Regions from separate parts of the Salmo salar genome. Here region 2 is linked to region 1. The links are chromatin contacts, called in public Hi-C maps. All regions are on one chromosome and are shown on one strand. Each heading gives the region's core, a stretch centred on a gene start, on an enhancer-like site or on the middle of the called end of the contact. The rest is flanking DNA. Distances are from core to core; before and after follow the strand shown.

Evidence for each region. Hi-C and Micro-C count contacts between places; a contact is called where the count stands out from the background.
Region 2: a contact with region 1 is called in a Hi-C map of muscle, with 5 times the contacts expected there. The contact joins the enhancer-like site here to the promoter of dctn6 in region 1. A contact is called at or near these places in 3 of 3 Hi-C or Micro-C datasets (blood, gill and muscle).

Annotation. Positions count from the first base shown.
Region 1 is chrssa07:6,482,546-6,489,784 of Ssal_v3.1, reverse strand. It overlaps dctn6 (dynactin subunit 6), which reads right to left and starts at 1,408. Exons shown (of 7, transcript XM_045721466.1): 1 at 1,266-1,408. The coding sequence starts at 1,303. It overlaps LOC106608502 (zeta-sarcoglycan), which reads left to right and starts at 4,253. Exons shown (of 8, transcript XM_045721464.1): 1 at 4,253-4,849. The coding sequence starts at 4,811.
Region 2 is chrssa07:6,594,320-6,601,561 of Ssal_v3.1, reverse strand. No RefSeq gene overlaps it. Among protein-coding and RNA genes, the nearest start is that of LOC106608508, 6.2 kb to the right of the region's middle. Within about 2 kb of position 4,746, at least 1 of the 13 cell types and tissues checked has an H3K27ac peak or open chromatin away from gene starts, as enhancers often do. A contact at or near this core is called in muscle, where this site is marked.

The sequences.
Region 1 (7,239 bases), core at 159-2,658:
AGTCAAAATAGGGAAATGGTTCCAACCATTTTTCCACTATAAATTTTTCCCATAGAGGATTTTAGAAACACTTCAAATAAGGGTTTTGTTTCGTTTAGGCTTACTGTGGTGTGACGTTTTGATAACCATGTAAATCTCTCTTGGACAAGGTGACTTTGGCTCTATTTAGTCTCAGATTCAAAATGGCTAATTAGCGTCATCTCTAGCTGGCACCTTTTCTAACAGTTATTGTGTAAATTTACAAGAAGGTTCACATAATTGCCCATTTAAAGAAAGGTTGCCAAATTATTAATTACTACATTTAGCTAACATTGGATAGTTAATCCAGAGTTTTTCTTACCTTTGCCTCGGTTCGGCAGTCTCGACCAGGTCATCATTGCATTTGTAGTTCGTTATGATAGCCACATTAGCCGCTAATTAGCATTACATTTTGGGGTGGTAAATACAGGTGAATATATTGATAAAAGTCAACTTGTCCTAGAGAGATTTACATGGTTATAAAAACATCATGCCTATGTAAGTCTACAACGAAACACAGCCCTTCCTTTAAGAATGTCTAAAATCCCCTATGGAAAAAAAATGTATAGTGGAAAGACAATTGGAACCATGTCCCTGTTTGACCGCTAGGTTTTATGGGTATTATGACACCTACTGTGGTACTCTATAGTTATGAAAATAAAATAAATAGGAAAAAGATTCCTGTGTGTAATTATAAGATTACTGTCTATTTTAGATTCTAAAAATAAAACACTCTTAACACTAACGGCAAATGGCTGCATTCTTGTTCATATATTTTCAGTTTTTTTGTGACTAAGCTTTTCATCAAAATACTTATTTGCCAGTTTGCAATACAATATGCACATTTTGTGGGTATATTTTATATGTAGGATTTATAAACGAGGCTCCAGCTGACCGTCAGTTGTTAGCCATTAAAGATACGATACATTAAATCTGTGAGTTATGTTTGCTAAGCAACAAGCTAACAACACGTCGCTTAATAAGGCCAGAGACGTTATGTAATCTCTGGTAAAACACACAACTGAATATATTCTATCATCTTTGATATTACTGAGGCACGGCACTGGTTAGCTAGCTAGCTGAATGGCTAACAACATTACTGGGTGTTGCCTCTTTGCTAGCTAGCATAGCCAGCCAGAAAATACATTGACATATTATAGTTAGTTCGCTAGCTGCATTGTAGTAACATTGTTCCAGAAAATGTGCTTATTAATATAACCTTGTGACTAAATTAGTACAAATATTACCTTTTCTGTGGCATATGTTTAGTGTTGGGGTCCGCCATCCTGACAGAGAAGAAGATACTATCGACAGTTGATTATGATTCTTGGAGGGGGGAAAAAAAACAGTCGTGGTTGATTGTTGATGTCTGGATACCGCAATTCTAACTCTCTACTGCACTCTGCTGTATTACTTTGGTAGTGCAATTCAGTCAGACCAAGATTTCTATTGATTTCAGCTTTATCAGAGCGGAATACCACAATATTTTAGCTTGTTTACTATAATCATCGAGTTTTTCGACTTGCTGCACTCCGCAGGACTTCAATTATCGGTCAGAAGGTAAAAAAATAACACTCTAACTAAAATATTCCATATTTATTTATTTTATTTCACCTTTATTTAACCAGGTAGGCAAATTGAGAACAAGTTCTCATTTACAATTGCGACCATATAAGAGAACCAATGATCTAGTCTAGGCCTACATCATCACCCAGTGATCAAAACACCAAGGACCAATACATGAACAGGGCACATGCCCAGGGAACCTGACCTCCAGGGGGCCCACATTGATTTTGTTAGTTAATTCTCACTCAGATATCATATACAGTGCATTTGGAAAATATTCAGTACCCCTTGACTTTATCCACATTGTGTTACATTATAGACTTATTCTAGAATGGATTAAATTAAATATTTTCCTCGTCAATCTACACACAATACCCCATAAAGACCAAGCAAAAACAGTTTATTTTAATTTTTTTGCAAATGTATTAAAAATTTAAAACAGAAATACCTTATTTACATAAGTATTCAGACCCTTTGCTATGAGATTAGAAATTGAGCTCAGGTGCATCCTGTTTCCATTGATCATCCTTGAGATGTTTCTACAACTTGTTTGGTCCACCTGTGGTAAATTCAATTGATTGGACATGCTTTGGAAAGGCACACACCTGTCTATATAAGGTCCCACAGTTGACAGTACATGTCAGAGCAAAAACCAAGCCATGAGGTCAAAGGAATTGTTTGTAAAGCGCCAAGACAGGATTGTGGTGAGGCACAGATCTGGGGAAGGGTACCAACAATTCTACACTAGGAGACTAGTGTCGAATTGCGGGAAATGAACATCCAAGCTTACGTTTGTCTCTCCACCGTCAAGATAGGAATGTTTTGTGTTTAGTTTTTATATTTTAAGTATAAGGGAGTGTTTTTTATTTAAGTATAAAGGGGTGGGGTTTCTTTTAAGTATAAGGGGGTGGGTAGGAAATGTGGTGTAGGTAGTGGAATAGCTGTCTATCTCCTTATTTCTCCCAGCTCAGTCATGTGGCTGTCACACTGAGGAATCTGAGAACGGAAGAAACAGTAAAATCATTTCTGCAGTTACAGTACATCCTTTGACGTGATTTGTGTATCCAAACACAAGTGCTAAAGAGGGTCCATTCAATCTCAACTGTCTCATGCGAATGCTAGAAGAGTAGCGTCTCTGGCTAGGTATGCAAGCTAATGTTAGAGAATTTAGCTTCCGTGGCCGTATCGCTACCAGTATTCTCATTTTATCCTTATACCTCTGGGTTGGCTATACAAACCAGCGTGGATCTCAGGGGCCCTTAGGATAACTGTCAAGGTATACAGAAAAATCTGAATGATTAGTGTCTCTTAAAACCTCTTAAGGATCGGACCGTTTTTTTCAATGTTTACCTAAAATGACATACCCAAATCTAACTGCCTGTAGCTCAGGACTTGAAGCAAGGATATGCATATTCTTGATACTATTTGAAAGAAATCACTTTGAAGTTTGTGGAAATGTGAAATTAATGTAGGAGAATATAACACATTAGATCTGGTAAGAGATAATACATAGAAAAAAAAAAGTTTTTTGTTCCATCATCTTTGAAATGCCAGAAAAAGGCCACCATGTATTATTCCAGCTTAGGCATAATTTAGATTTTGGCTACTAGTTGGCAGCAGTGTATGTGCAAAGTTTTAGACAGATCCAATGAACCATTGCATTTATGTTTAAAATGTTGTATCAAGTCGGCCTAATTGGTTTATTAATACATCTTCAAGTTCATAACTGTGGACTCTGTAAATTGGACAGTGCAGTTAGGTTAACAAGAATTGAAGCTTTCTGCCCATATCAGATATGTCTATGTCCTGGGAGATGTTCTTGTTACATACACCCTCATGCTAATCACATTAGCGCACGTTAGCTCAACCATCCCGTGGGGGAGGGGGGCACCGATCCCGTAGAGGTTAATTAATGTTAAGTGTCTTTAGCTTTCTTTTTCAACATGTAATATTTGAATTCTTCATCCTCTCCTTCTCTAGCCTTGTCCACGTGTTTCTTTCTCTCCTTAATTGTTTCCCTCACTCCTTCCAGCTCTCTCTTGATGATCTCCCTCTTCCATCACATGTCCTTGATAACCCTCACCGTGAAGAAGAAGAATACTTGATTGATCTTATAGGCCACAACAATATGTCTTACGCTTTTTAAATCACTTCCTGACACACACACACACACACAGATTTTTTTCCCAGTTGCTGGTCTACTCCAGACTAGATTTTTCCAGTTGGTCATAGGATTCAAACTGAACTTCACGTGATGATCTCCATCTTCCACCTCTTCTTATAATCTTCCCTCCATCACCCTCTTCACCTTCCTCCTACATTATCTTACTCGACTCTTCTTTCTCTCCACCATCTTCTTAACATTGACCTCTCTTTCATCTTCTCCTTAGCACTCAGCATTAAATGACTTACTTCACACAGAGACACCGGTTGTACATATTATTTTCACATGTTGTTCTTCCAGGGGTGACCAATCTTGTATGCATAAGGCTGGTGTGGTTGCAAGCTCTTGTTCGTACCAATCAGCAACACGCCTGATTCATCTACTAATCTTGATTAGAAACACTGAAACTGGGTGCTGTGGAGAAACCGACTGCCCGCGCGGGAACGCGCACACAGCCCAGGGTTGGCAAAGCGCGCGCCGAGCAATTTTCGTTATGGACAGATTTTTTACGCACACTCGTGTCACGCAAGCACCTGTTTTTCTTGAGATGGTAGGCTACGGAGTGCGGATAGATAAGCTACCATGCAAGTGGACTATGCATTTTTTTGTGGGAAATCTTCCTATGATGAACAGGAGTTTAGGGTGGATTTGCGAAGCCTACTGAAAAAAATGCTCCGGCGGGCCTCTCAACTCCACAATCTTTGGATGAGAAGATGTCAGGAATCTGATAGATTTACCAGATAGGTATGATAGCAAGACTACAATTCTGGGATAATTTTTAAAAAATGCGCCTTTTGAGTTTTTTTTTTCGAGGCATCTAGCGTTATATTGATAATGCAAGCAAGCATGCTTTTATATCTGTTCTGAGTTATTTATTAGGCTACATTGAGTGGAAACATTCTCATGAATTTTCAAGAGTCATTCGGTTTTCCTTTTTCATCAGTGTGGTATATGCTAACCTAATGAGACTGAAGTGCAACTGGCCCCAAGATAGTCTGAGTTCTGCGCAATGAACTAACCATTCAAGTTGTCCAAAACGCTTTATTTACGTTTTGCAAAGATATGGATGAGTCAACGTCATTGGATATCGAGGCCCTGAAGGTAAGATATGTCAAAGTAAATGCGAATTAATAGCCTTTACTTTTAATTCATACCTGTTGTCTGATCTTGAAGAATTCACTTTCAAAATAGAAATGCCATTCATCAGCACATTCAACCAGGCAATACATGAGCACGTTTACAAAACGTATTCATCCCATAAATCTTGTTTTTAGCATACTCAAAGTTTTTGAAAGTTACATGTTCACTGATAATATAGGCTTAGAGTACACATATTAAAGCTATCTATCTATGATACGTCTGTTGTTATTCTATGCACTGGCACTTATGCAACAGGCAAGTGAGAACATTCATTGGAGAGATACACTTGCATCTGCCATGTCTTTGATCTCACGGCTTAGCAGTGAACATAATAGCCTATTCCTAGTTTGCCAAGACAACCTTCGCAAAAGGTGGTCAATTTAATTGATGATATTATGATTCTTGAAGAATATTCCTTATTGGTTTTGGTTTGTGCAACTCTTACCCAATTATGAATGATATTCCAAACTACATGGTTGTAGTTCTTCTAATGTTTAAAGGGGAATGGAAACACTACCCAGCTAACACAGTGGATCTGGGCCGATTCTGGCTGAGAGTCGGGGCACTCGGCTGAGAGTCAGACTCGGCTGACGTCATGTGGCCCGAGTCTGGGCTGCCTTCGGCAGTATTACTTATGGCTAGGATGCGGGGATTGAGCTCGGGCCGATTCCGGTGTGAGTTATCTGGCACAAATGTATTACTTGGGGCTCTGGCTGATTCCGGTGAGAGTTATCTGGCCCAAACTGTATTACGTGGGGCTCTGGCCGATTGGGACTACTCTCTGGCAGATGATTACACGGGCTGCTTTATATAATTAACATTTCATTATTTATTTAAAAAAAAATGGTGTCTTAATTAATACAAAAATCAACACTTTTTTTCCCCCAAAACAACTTCCTAATGAAGATAGAGAAAAACAAACAAAAAATGTTGTCTTCCTTATTTTGTATTTATTAAACATCTGAAATCAGAATAATTATACCTTTTACTGTGAATGAGTTCTACGGACACTTTCTTATCTAGATATAGTATATTAATCACATATCTGCACCAAAACATAGTACAAATGGCATTGTGTCTTACAATGTACACACAATAACTCATAATGACGAAGCGAAAACAGGTTTTTAGAAATGTTTGCAAATGTATATATATAAAAAAATAAAAAAAAATACCTTATTTACATAGGTATTCAGACCCTTTGCTATGAGACTCGAAATTGAGCTCAGGTGCACCCTGTTTCCATTGATCATCCTTGAGATGTTTCTACAACTTGATTGGAATTCACCTGTAGTAAATTCAATTGATTGGACATGATTTGGAAAAGCACACACCTGTCTATATAAGATCCCACAGTTGACAGTGCATGTCAGAGCAAAAACCAAGCCATGAGGTCGAAGGAATTGTCCATAGAGCTCCGAGACAGGATTGTGTCGAGGCACAGATCTGGGGAAGGCTACCAAAAAATGTCTGCAGCATTGAAGGTCCCCAAGAACACAGTGGCCTCCATCATTCTCCCGAGTGACGCAACGCTCTAAGGCACTGCATCACAGTGCTAGAGGCGTCACTACAGACACCTTGATTTGAATTCAGGCTTTATCATAACCGGCTGTAATTGAGAGTCCCATAGCGCGTAGCACAATTGCCCCTGTGTCGTCCGGGTTTGGCCGGTGTAGGCCATCATTGTAAATAAGAATTTGTTCTTAACTGACTTGCCTAGTTTAAATAAAGGTTACATTAAACATTTTTAAATACATCTTAAATGGAAGTAGTTTGGAACCACCAAGACTCTTCCTGGAGCTGGCCAAACTGAGCAATTGGGGGAGAAGGGCCTTGATCAGGGAGGTGACCAAGAACCCGATGGTCTCTCTGACAGCGCTCTAGAGTTCCTCTGTGGAGATGGGAGAACCTTCCAGAAGGACAACCATCTCTGCAACATTCCACCAATCAGGCCTTTATGGTAGAGCAGCCAGACGGAAGCCACTCCTCTGTAAAAGGCACATGACAGCCTGCTTGGAGTTTGCCTTAAAGGCACCTAAAGACTCTCAGACCATGAGAAAAAAGATTCTCTGGTCAGATGAAACCAAGATTGAACTCTTTGGCCAGAATGCTAAGCATCACTTCTGGAGGAAACCTGGCACCATCCCTATGGTGAAGCATGGTGGTGGCAGCATCATGCTGTGGGAATGTTTTTCAGCAGCAGGGACTGGGAGACTAGTCAGGATCGAGAGAAAGATTAACTGGTCAAAGTACAGAGAGATCCTTGATGAAAAATTGCTCAGGACCTCAGACTCGGTGAAGGTTCACCTTCCAGTAGGACAACGACCCTAAGCACACAGCCAAGACAATGC
Region 2 (7,242 bases), core at 3,497-5,996, 110 kb before region 1:
AATTAAAAAACAGTTTACATTTTTTTTTATTTTTTTTTATTTCACCTTTATTTAACCAGGTAGGCTAGTTGAGAGCAAGTTCTCATTTACAACTGTGACCTGGCCAAGATAAAGCAAAGCAGTTGTCACGTCCTGACAAGTAAAGGGGTTATTTGTTATATTAGTTTGGTCAGGACATGGCAGGGGGTATTTGCTTAGAGTGTTTCGGGGTTTGTTGGGCTGTGTGTCTTGTAGAGGGGTGTTTGTTTAGAGTGTTCCGGGGTTATGGTTTATGTTCTATGTTAGTATATTTCTATGTTCTAGTCCAGTCTTTCTAGTTCTATGTTTAGTTTATTGATTTGGCCTTCAATTGGAGGCAGCTGTTCCTCGTTGCCTCTGATTGAAGGTCCTATGTATAGGGGTGTTTTGGTAATGGGAATTGTAGGTAGTTATTTCCTGTTTAGTGTATGTAGCACCTGACGGGACTGTTTAGTGTCGTTCGTTCATTTTTGTATACGTGTTTCTTTTGGTTTTTCCTTCTTTTATAATAAATAAGAAGATGAGTGTACATTTTCCCGCTGCACCTTGGTCTACTTCATACGACAGCAGTGCGACGCGACCACAGAGTTACAATTTGATGAGAATCATTCATAAATAGTGATTTATCTTGTGAAAAAAAAAACTGCATTGTTCAATAACCTAAACAATAAACTTCCATTGAAACCACACAGGGATTTGATTTGATTTGACTTCAAGTGATGCAATACCAAAGCCATTTCAGCAAAACACTTTTACATAAAAACAACAGAGTTTAGCCATTTGAAAACAACATACACAACAACAGCAAGGGACAAAAAAACTAAAAGAGTAGAATAATATTGTTCCTTTGTGATGGAGGGAGAATGATCCAATTATCATGGGAGGTACAGAAAAGGTCCTTAAGGGCATGGAACACCATCCTGCCTGCAGTCATTAATTAAGTATAATCAACACCAGAAGGAAAATTACCCGTCATGACTAATTAGCAAAATGGAGGGGGGTGTAATGCAAGACATATGAACAAAAACTGTTAACAGTAGCAACATGTTCCTCCTGCTGATCACGTTAACACGGACATGTATCTCTTCAGTGCATACTGCACCATTTGATTGCATCATTTCAGTGTTTCTTACCCCTAAATAATCAAATGGAAAAGAGTGGACATTTTTGCTGGTATCTTTAAGTGAAACGTTTAAAGTAGAGCATTTGTTTTAGAACATTTGTTTTATTAAAATGACATGAAATCACACATCATTTAATGATGATACTTGAAATGCATGTATTTTGATCATTGATGCTGTAAATTCAATGTCAACAGCTTTGAGCTCTTACCCCCCCCCCTTCCCTTCCAGTTAGGTGCATCAAAGCTGGGACTGAAAGACTGAGAAACAGCTTTTGTCTCAAGGCCATCAGACTGTTAAATATCCATCACTAACACAGAGAGGCTGCTGCCTACATACAGAGTTGAGATCACTGGCCACTTTAATAATATTTGCATATCTTTCATTACTCATCTCATATGTATATACAGTATCCTATACTATTCTACTGTATCTTAGTCTATGCTGCTCTGACATTGCTCGTCCATATATTCGTATATTCTAAATTCCATTCCTTTACTTAGATTTGTATGTATTGGGTATATGTTGTGAAATTGTTAGATATTACTGCACTGTCGGAGCTAGAAACACAAGAATTTCGCTACACCCGCAATAACATCTGCTAAACACGTGTACGTGACCAATAAAATGTAATTTGATTTGATTTAAACAGACCCCCCCCAGTTAGGTGCTCTGTTGTATGTGTTAAACTGCCCCCCTCCCCATCCACCCCACCCCCCACCCCCCTCCTCCCTCCACTCTATCCATCAGACGATCCAGAGGTCATGAGAAATGTTGACTTAATCCTTTCTTCCTCCCTACAGTACCTCAGAGAGTCATGGCAGGGAGTTAGAAAGGGGTCTTTGTACCTCCCCTCGGCAGCCAGAACAAAAGGGGTGGGGGGATTGGGAAATGCAAAGCACACACACGGACTGCAATTAAGAGCTCAGGAATTCTCTCTGGCACAAAAAACCCTTAGTGACTGGGATGGAAAAGAGAAGAGGAAATGTTCAGCTCAGGTGGGATGGGCTATGGGGGTATTATGTGCTAAGGGTTGAGAGAATGAACAAATGTCACTATTATTTACAGGATGCTAAAACTCAGCCACCCTAGCCTCTGTGAGTGCCATTATGACGTCTCGGATAATTAGAGACAATCAATGCCAATTAAACACTTTTAAGGCCTGTACCTCGGGGTTAACTGTACCTCAGGGTTAACTGTACCTCGGGGTTAACTGTACCTCAGGGTTAACTGTACCTCGGGGTTAACTGTACCTCGGGGTTAACTGTACCTCGGGGGTTACTGTACCTCGGGGTTAACTGTACCTCGGGGTTAACTGTACCTCGGGGTTAACTGTACCTCGGGGTTAACTGTACCTCGGGGGTTACTGTACCTCAGGGTTAACTGTAGCTCGGGGGTAACTGTAGTTCAGGGGTAACTGTAGTTCAGGGGTAACTGTAGCTCAGGTTAAACTGTAGTTCAGGGGTAATTGTATCTCAGGGGTAACTGTGGATCAAGGGTAACTGTAGCTCAGGGTTAACTGTAGTTCAGGGGTAACTGTAGCTCAGCGGTAACTGTACCTCGGGGTTAACTGTACCTCGGGGTTAACTGTACCTCGGGGTTAACTGTACCTCGGGGTTAACTGTACCTCGGGGTTAACTGTACCTCGGGGTTAACTGTAACTTGTGGTTAACCGTAGCTCAGGGTTCTGTAGCTCAGGGTTCTGTAGCTCAGGGCTAATTGTAGCTCAGGGGTAACTGTACCTCAGGGGTAACTGTACCTCGGGGTTAACTGTACCTCGGGGTTAACTGTACCTCAGGGTTAACTGTAGCTCGGGGTTAACTGTACCTCAGGGTTAACTGTAGCTCGGGGTTAACTGTACCTTGGGATTAACTGTAGCTCAGGGTTGACTGTAGTTCAGGGGTAACTGTAGCTCAGGGTTAACTGTAGCTCGGGGTTAACTGTACCTCAGGGGTAACTGTAGCTCGGGGTTAACTGTACCTTGGGATTAACTGTAGCTCAGGGTTAACTGTAGTTCAGGGGTAACTGTAGCTCAGGGTTAACTGTAGCTCAGGGGTAACTGTAGCTCAGGGTTAACTGTAGCTCAGGGGTAACTGTAGCTCAGGGTTAACTGTAGCTCAGGGGTAACTGTAGCTCAGGGGTAACTGTAGCTCAGGGGTAACTGTAGCTCAGGGTTAACTGTAGCTCAGGGGTAACTGTAGTTCAGGGGTAATTGTAGCTCAGGGTTAACTGTAGGTCAGGGGTAACTTTAATTCATGGTTAACTGTAGCTCAGGGTTAACTGTAGCTCAGGGGTTGCTGTACCACACCTTTAACCCCGTCGGGGTTAACTGTAACTCAGGGGTAACTGTAGCTCAGGGTTAACTGTAGCTCAGGGGTTGCTGTACCTCACCTTTAACCCCGTCGGGGTTAACTGTAACTCAGGGTTAACTGTAGCTCAGAGGTTAACTGTAACTCAGGGTTAACTGTACCAGCTCATATAGTAATCATGATAACTCTTACTTTGTTGCTCGTATGTTAAATAGAGTAATTCATACTGCATGTCCCTCTGTTAGGGAGGAACATACTTCAGCTAATAATAAGATGTGATGATTGTTTATTTCCAGTCAGTCATTTAGATACAAACAGCATGTGACTGACTGGGTTCCAACACACGTGTCACTTCCTTTCAAGCCCTCCTTCTTGCGGAGAGCCCCATCCAGCTGACGGCACCAATGTGACCCACTGGGTTCCAACATGGGTCTCATATGCACCACAAGACCGTGCCTAGACATACGCTCTGGGAAATAGTATAAGTCTCAGACAGGGTTACTCACCACACAAGCATAAGTCACCAACCGAACCGAACCAGCTAAACGATGCTCACGTATACAACATATCAATCAGAACTGTCGTGTGTAATGACAACAAGATTTTGAGAGTCACTCAGGAAACTGCATTACCTGTTCCTAACCACCTGTCACAGGTGGCAGTTACAGAAGCCATAAGGCTGAAACAGAGAAGCATTGTTGATATTTTTCTGCGAGGCACCGTTACTGGTTTATAAAGACTATGTTTAGTCCCGCTGGTTTGTATTTTTACCTCATTGCAGTCTGGGACAAAAACCCTCTCATGCCGTGTCATCGTACCAACTCAGTGACTTCAGTGTGCTTACCTACAATTGCCTCCTCTATAAACTCAGTTTTTTTTTTCAACTCTCAGTGGAGGCTTTTTGTGTGTACTCTACCAGTTGTAATTGAAATGACACATGCTTGCTCTGTAATATGATTCCTTGTAGTGCACAACACACCGAGTCATACAGTTCTATATTTATAACACAGGCACAGATTGTCCTCTCAGGTTAATTTAGTCATTTTTCTTGTCGGTTTAGACCTCCACACAATGAAATGAAGTTTGAGTTCTATAGTTGAGAGAAGAAATGAACCAACGAAATAGAGTTATAGTCCTACTGTTGAGAGAAGAAATTAACCAATGTAGGGATGCTATTTGAGAGATTCTGTGCAAAAGCTAGGGAGAGGTAGATGTTCAGTGCCTAGGGCCAGAGTAGGGTTGCTGTGGAGTCTGCTGTACAGTATAAAGACATGAGAGGGCAATGATGTGAAAGACAGGGGTGGGGTGGAGCCAGGGTGTTTCAGGCTGCTGTAGGAGTGATGTGTGGCGCCTGGTCCCGGTTCATTTGCCACCCCACAGACGAACCATGCTGGTAGCCCATAACCTGCGGGCCCTGCAGTGGGTGGCAGAGCCAGTCCTGACGGGGCCTGTAGGATGTAGGCCAAGCCAGGCGTGTAATCCCCCTCTCAGAGTTGGTACGCACCGTCGACGTTGGAAAATAAATATGGAAGGGGACACTGCTAAAGATGGGAGACGGGAGTAGAGAAGGAGGACCAGCAACTCCTCAAAACCCCAAGTGGCTACTGAAATGACACTGGACAGGGTTCGGTTATATGATGTGAGAAAGTGTCTTATTGGGTAACGGCAATTACAATGTACACTTGTTCTTATATGAACATTTCTGCCTTCCTTTTTTTTTTGTCACATGCTATCAAACGTACCCCTGACCCATTTGCCAGTGTACGTAAATCACTGAAGCTAAAACACTAAGGTTGGAGATTTGCAATACCAGCGAGAAAGTCTTTTTTTTTCTGTTAACACTACCCACATTTTGCCTGCATTGGTTACTGTTGCTCTAGGTAAATTTTGCCCTCATTTTGATCAATTAACCCATTTCCTCTCAGGGAAACACTGTTTCTCAGTCAGCGTGAAGTTTCCGCTGTTTTGTCAACGTTCTGTCATTCGTTTTGCCTCTTCGCTCTTCGTGTACTCCCGTGTCAGAGTGACTGAATACCAGCTCTCTATACTATACAAGGCTCTTTAGACATGTAAATGTTGCCTCATTGCCGCGTCTCAATAATATTGACTTTCAATTACTCCCGAGGACCATTTTAGGTATTTTTGGGGGCAGTACAAAGTTGTTATTTTTTATTTTTATGAACCAGCTGCTTCTGGTCTGCTCACTGTGTAATCCGCATTGCCATTGGCTAGTTATGACTGTTTAATTATGACTGCTTGTCTTTATGTGTGGTTTATTAGGCGTACAACTGAGGTTTGTACTAAGAATATACAGTGCAAGGTTTTCCTTGTAAACGTTTTCTAATTGTAAAATCATATTGGACCAGGGGCCGTGGGTATCAAATAGGAAAGCTAATCTAGTATCAGACCCGTCCTGTCAATCAAATCTTATCAACTGTGATTTAAATGACAAAACTGATCCTAAATCTCCTACTCTGAGACGCTTGAAACATACAGCCCACCCCCCCAGATCACTACTGCAATAGTGATTATATGTTCCTGTTATTATCACAGTAAAGGAAATAAGTGAACATGTAAGATCTCAGTGGGCCACTAGATGGCATGCTGTTCCACAGGGAGCTGGATGCCATCCATGATCTGGTCTCTGGTCACCTTGTGTATGCTTGTGTGTTTATGTATTTGTAAGGGGAATGGCCATACTATGCCGTTAGGGGAAAAAAAAAGAGATTGTAAAAGATCACCCAGAACTTTCCAAATGTGTGTTTTTTTTTTTTTAAATGAGAATGTGTGGGACTTTATGCCCAATGACCGTACAGATTCATCCCCAGAGGTACTACTGATACTTACGGTTTGGATATGAATTCATACATATTATTTTGTACAAAGAGATCTTAATAACAGTAAACTAACTGGTATTCAGGCCTCCAAGTGTGGAGTGCATGAGTCCTTTCTAACTCCACAACGTCACCTTTAGGATCATCATGGACTTATTTGAGCTGTAGTGAACCCCTTTATTTAAAGGTTAAATAAACATATAAAAGTAATTTGTACGGTTGTCTATTGCAAGTGCGTTATCACAAATGGCAGCTGACAAAGTGCTGATGTCCTCTCTGTCCTGATGTGTTTGTTACAAATGAATCTAATGACACAGCTAGACATGTTGCCGGGACAACGGTCAAGGCAGACTTGCTTTTTTCTAATGAGAGAAACTGATTCCACTGGAAGAAGATGGGAAATAAGTAACCATTAATAATGAATTAGAATAATAATAATGAACAACCCTGCATTAGTGAGTCATTTTGTTATTGTGGACATGCTTTACAAGAAATGTTTGATTGTAGTAACTTATGTCCCCATGGTGACCAGAGAGAGACAGAGAGAGGGAGATTAGATTAGACCCAAACAAATAGATAATGACTTGACACATTGGAAAGAATGAACAAAAAAAACAGAGCAAACTAGAATGCTATTTGGCCCTAAACAGAGAGGACACAGTGGGGCATTGTACTTTCACTATTTGCACATCGTGACAGCACTGTATATATTAATAATATGACATTTGAAATGTCTTTATTCTTTTGGAAATTGTGAGTGAGTGAGTGAGTGAGTGAGTGAGTGAGTGAGTGAGTGAGTGAGTGAGTGAGTGAGTGAGTGAGTGAGTGAGAGACATTCGGTACGCCGAAATAAAGATTAGTTCTTTTTTTTATCAAACAGTAATTCACATCATAGAAACTTTTTTTGGTGGCTTTTGACATTTGCGCTGAGATAAAAAGTAAAACATCCCATGGTATTGC